Regions from separate parts of the Gasterosteus aculeatus genome. Here region 1 is linked to region 2. Evidence: chromatin contacts called from public Hi-C data. All regions are on one chromosome and are shown on one strand. The core of a region is the stretch at or near the end of the contact, and the rest is flanking DNA. Distances in the headings are between cores, read along the strand shown.

What was found. Hi-C and Micro-C count contacts between places; a contact is called where the count stands out from the background.
Region 1: a contact with region 2 is called in a Hi-C map of blood and trunk muscle, with 7 times the contacts expected there. The contact joins two enhancer-like sites. A contact is called at or near these places in 5 of 6 Hi-C or Micro-C datasets (blood and trunk muscle, liver, skeletal muscle and 1 more).

Annotation. Positions count from the first base shown.
Region 1 is chr3:2,555,934-2,558,633 of fGasAcu3.hap1.1, reverse strand. No RefSeq gene overlaps it. Among protein-coding and RNA genes, the nearest start is that of LOC120816070, 9.3 kb to the left of the region's middle. Within about 2 kb of position 1,378, at least 2 of the 9 cell types and tissues checked have open chromatin away from gene starts, as enhancers often do.
Region 2 is chr3:2,457,504-2,460,313 of fGasAcu3.hap1.1, reverse strand. All of the region lies in intron 6 of gpc5c (glypican 5c), which reads right to left. Among protein-coding and RNA genes, the nearest start is that of gpc5c, 46 kb to the right of the region's middle. Within about 2 kb of position 1,448, at least 2 of the 9 cell types and tissues checked have open chromatin away from gene starts, as enhancers often do.

The DNA.
Region 1 (2,700 bases), core at 129-2,628, 98 kb before region 2:
TACATGGAAAATCTGACATTATTTAGCTTAGAAAATCTTTAAAAGAAGAATTTCATTGAGAAATTTAGGTCACACTCTGATTAACAAATAAACTAGATGTGAAACAGCAACATTTTGCAAAGTCCATTTTAGATCCTCACACTATAAAAGCGAATGTAAAACTGGGATGTGGTCAGAGTGCAGTAGATTACATGGAACCTTCGCAAATACAGTTTATGAAATCGTTAGTCCGACTTGAAAAGAAAAGCAAGCACAATGACGGGCAGTAAAGAGGTGACTTTTCTCTCTTCTGTTAATAAAGATGTTATTATGTAAAAGCATTCTTCTTCTCGGTTTCCATTGGTGGCAGGCAGGCTGATCTTTGCATTACTGCCACCTACTGGTTCGGATAATCCTCTGCAGATAAAAACATGTATATATAATAAAAAAGTCTAAAGATAAAATATATTATATAAATCAAGGAATAAAACTTTCTTGTTTCACAGTTTCAGGTCTTGTCATTAGTCCTCGATCATTCTCCCTTTAGTGTTATTTGCTTAGACTCTGAGGGTTCTAGGGTTCTAAGGTTCTAAGGGTTCCAGCATCAAAAGCAGTCAAGTTAAACGTTTTGAAGCTGCATGTGTCTTGTAATATTTGCTGTGACCGAAATAGTTCAAAACCCCTTCCAAAGTTCACAAAGTGTTTCTGAACAAGAAAAAAAAAAAAAACCCAAAAGCAGTGAAGTAATTTGTGTGTATTTTTTACAGTATAAATATTTCTAGGAATGTTTCTCAGCCCCGTTTACAGAATACTTTAAATATTTCAATATGATTCAAAAACCAAACCCAACACTGAGACCTTCCTGACATGGCGGCATCACGGCAGCTGGGAACTCGATCGGTTCTACCAGGTTCGTTAGACTTCATAACAGATTACATAACAGATCTGGGCGACAGTGGGTGAGTGGGGAGCACGGTCGTCCTCCAATCAGAGGGTTGACGGTTCGATTCCAGGCCTGGCTAACCCGCATGCCGATGTGTCCTTGGGCAAGACACTTAACCCAACGTTGCTCCTGTAGCTGTGACTACAGTGTGTGGATGGTAGTTACTGATGGGCAGGTGTCACTGTGTGTGGTTCTCCTGTCATCAGTGTATGAATGGGTGTGAATGGGTGAATGATGTCACGTAGTGTTAAAGTGCTTTGAGTGGTCAGAAGACTAGAAAAGCGCTAAACAAGTACAGTCCATTTACCATTGATCTCATCTTGGAGTAGAGTCTTAAATAAAATGAAAGATTTGGAGTAATTAATTACAGTATAATATGTTCCCTAGCATAGTATATGCATAATGGGAGTGGGTGTCTTATTATTAATATTATTTGTATTATTATCTGGATCTGTTTATGTGCGTATATTTGTTTATATGTTTAGGTTTATGTATATGTGTGTATATGCATATGCTGTGTTTATGTGTGTATGCATAAGGTCTGTATATGCATGGGTATGCATACGAAGCCTATATGTTTGCATATAATCATTGTAATAGATGGTTGATTTTTAATGCATATCTTGAAAATCAATGAACAAAAAAATGACGTCCCTCTAATTGTTATATATTGTGTGTCCCTCACTTTTTTATTTTGGAGTGATACAATTGTTGCTTGAATGCACTAAGACCCCACTGGGTGGCAGTATGTGCACATGCTGAGAAGCTCCTTCTAGTTAGTCATCTGACAGAGGCAATGATGTGAAGCCCTTGATCTCAGATGCAAGTAGCGATGTAAAACCAAATAACAAGGCGGCTTGATAATGTAGGAAGAAAAGTGGAGCGGGAGCGAGGGGCTTTAGTTCAATTACAAAGGAGATCAGAGAGTAACAAAAAAAGGTGACAGAATATGTCTGGCGAGCCAAAAGGCAAAAGGGTGCAGCTCACATTCGCAGCCGTGTGAACAGTCCCTGCCAGAGCTGAACTTCCGGGGGGACACTGAAAATGACAACTTGCATTTTGAATATATATTTAAATTCTTGGCATTTTAATCCGAAAACATGTATTCTTTCTGTGATCCACACACCAGTAGTCGTAATGAAGCAGCAGAGACAAAAGGAAAATCACTTCAAGAACTATTTTTGTTCTATCGAACATCTCCTTACTGTAACACTATACCCATGAAGGATTTTGTAAATGTTCTGCACTTCTCCACAGAATTATTCTCAACTTCTTCAGCTACTGGAATGGATTCAAACCTTTTATATAGTACCTCATGTTCTAATGTATTTTTCTGAGACATTGCAATGTAATTGCCTGCCAACATGTTACCATAAACCGCTCCAGACGCGCAACAGCAAATCGCGATGCATTGAGCTGAGGAGATATTACCGACAAGTGTTTTAGGCCCTTTCGAGGTGATATTTCAAATACGGAGACCCTGTAAGGGTCGCGGATCGGTCGCTCACGAGAGTGCAGTGAACCAAAGGGCCGAGCTGAAAGCCAAACGGATGAGAATAACTGTGGCGCAGTCGTGAGCGCTGGCGAGGCGAGAAGATGAAAAGCTTCAGACACAATCAATAGCTGGCGATGTGAATGTGTCTCGCTGTTTGTGTTTATAGAAGCAGAAGGAGGAGGGGGGGGGCTGCAGAGGGATAAATAATCATTTCGGGGGAAATTGAACGATACAATTGTCTCACTGCAGGGAGGGAAATGGGCCACATAACCTAGGTAGAAAT
Region 2 (2,810 bases), core at 199-2,698:
TTTAAAACAAAGCAATTCTCTACGTGTAACGTCTTGTTGCAGAATACATACAACTACCAGTTGCTACCACATCAACCAAACAAGGAATTTGCAAGAGAAACATAAACATTAGGACAAATGTGAGGTGGACTAACAACTATTTTTGTGTGACTGTCATCAGGAGGACATTAGGTCATATCGCTGTGTAGATTGGGTTGTTATATACATGTCTAGCATAATATGTTGTATTGATTTTAGGCGGTGGGGTCCATAAAGAGCCCAGGACAGACGAGAGGAACCAGCTGGACCCTGACGAGCCTTCCCAGTGGCCCGGTGTCAAACTCTTTTCATTTTCTAGTAGATCCTTTTTTCAGTATTTTATGAGATTAGTTTATAAATAAAAGCATCTTACCCTCTAAAACCCTCAAATTATTGGATTTTTTAAAAACACGCCTCACAAGGCTGACATAAACATAGCTTTTCTACTCTTAGTCATATCATCTTGTGACCTCCTTGTTGGTCCTGCCGCCCTGCGTTCGGAACCAACCACCTGCAGCGACTGCAGCACGACGTTCTCACTCCAGTTACACGCACTGCAGGCTCTCGTCATTTCAGCTACGGTGACGCGTTTTAGCCCGGGACGTTTGCGTCAATGAATCGTCTTGGACTTCACCTGAGGCACGACACCTGTGCTGAGCTGGCAGCATATCTGTCTGTGTGGCGCCGCAGACCAGTGAAAATATGGCTCGGTTTGTGGCTGCGTGGTTGGAAATTACGCACGACTGCCGTGCCCCTTCTTAAGAGGTCCCAGGGTGATCCGACCGAGGCCAGGCTGGCTCGTTGCGCGGTCGCACGGTAACGGCTATTTGGCGGAAGGTGTAACGGATCAAATTACCCATGGTTATTACGTAGTGAAAGCTTGTCCTCCACAGTCCAATAAAATGTGTTGCTGCGCTTATGAATGGCTCCTTTCATGCTGTATATTTGGATGTCTTTGATACCATTTAAAAAACATACGGTCAGGTCAAGTTTCCGATCAATATTGCTCTTCCACCCTGTTTCCAATTTGACTATGACTACCAACACGTGGCTCTTTCACTGAGTACTCCTGAGAGGAATATGGGATGTGTGCTCGTATCGTCAAGTCAGGTTTCTTGCATTATTGTTGCATGCGCATTTCCCTCCATTTACAGTGACCAGCGCTGGAAATGCTCAGTACCAAACTAACATAAAAACCCCAAAACTACTGCTCATTTTTTGGGGGGAAGTAGATCTGGTTAAGGGTGTGTACTGCCGACAGAGGCAACGCTTGCAATTCCTGACTCCTGGGAAAAAAAAGTTTAAATCCAGAAGTTGCCATGAGTCCTTGTTTGTGGTCGCAAGCCGGCCCAGCTGTAGGCTTCCTCAATGAGTGTTGTGGGCCACGGCTCAACCCATGTCTGGTCCTGCCTTGGTATGCTCTCTAGGTCACCGTGACCAAGGCCCAGGCCGTGGAGAGAGCGGCAACAGGGACTGAGCGAGCGAGAGGGAGGGAAGTGAGATTAAAGAGACAGAGATGGGAAAATGATTCGTGACGAGGCACAGTGATTCACTTAGCATGCAAATACACTTCTGGGTAATCACATACTGTGATTACCTTGTACCCGGGAGGCGTTTGATACTCATCCCCGGGTTATAATTCAACTCGTCTATTTCTATTCCTGTCTTCGCCCTGCGTGATGTTTACAATATCCAGTTTGGCTCATCATGAGCCCATTATAGGCCCCAACACAGCCGAGCGTGTTTCATTTCAATGCTACAACAGGCTAATGAACAAGTATCGATTTATCTAACAATCGCGTCAGAGAGCTGAATTAATTCAGTATAAGTCACTTGCTCTGGCCAACACGCCGCTCTACCAATCGCTGTCCTGCTCTCTCTCTCAAACACACACACACACAAACTCGCTCTCCCTTCTTCTCATCACCGTGGCAGTGAAAACAAATCCTGACATTAGCAAATCATCCGTTGCAGGACAGCGTAATGTATGTACTCTCCTACTCGCTGTACAGAGCCACCAGATCCAACATGTCCTCCCTGTACTTAGTTCTGCCTAAAAAGCACTGACATCGTAATGAAGGGATAAGATACTTCTTCATGCAGAAAGAAAATCACAAAATATAAATGACTGTAATTTGACTACATTTTTGGACAGCACACTTGGTTGCCGGTCTGACTAGAGCATAATATGCTCCCACACTGCGCCCGTGTGGCAAATGCTGCGAACTGAAAAGCCATCATCTGAGTTTGAGAGTCAGGAGAACCAGGCAAATGTGCATTTAGCATCATTAAGCAATGTTAAGTGTCTAGTTGTGGGTTTAAATATTGCTGCCGTGGCCAAAGGAAAATATTTATAATATTAGTCAAAATGTACATTTTTTAACATTCAAAATTAAAGCTCGGACCCCTAAACCTCTCTGATGACCTCTGTTAGTCCCAATCTCGTTGCTGTTTTTTCGGGCAACTCACTTCTGGAGTTTCAGCTGGTCGCGGTTGAGTGTCCTCGACATGGAGGAGATTGTGACCGAAACGTAATTAACCTCAACTCAATGCCCATAATCTGATATGTGTTTTGATGTTACAGGCATGCAGAGACAACATTACACCTTGTCATGACCATTCAACTAGCCACTGGTGGGCAGCAGGGAGCCATCTGGTGGAATGCTGCAGTACTGCTAGATGGTTAGAATGAAGACACATGCATGTATTTTAATAGTTCACAAAGATAGATTTTCTAAAAAAAATTGAAGATCAGAATTGACACAATCAACAATAAAAAACAACAGCAAGTT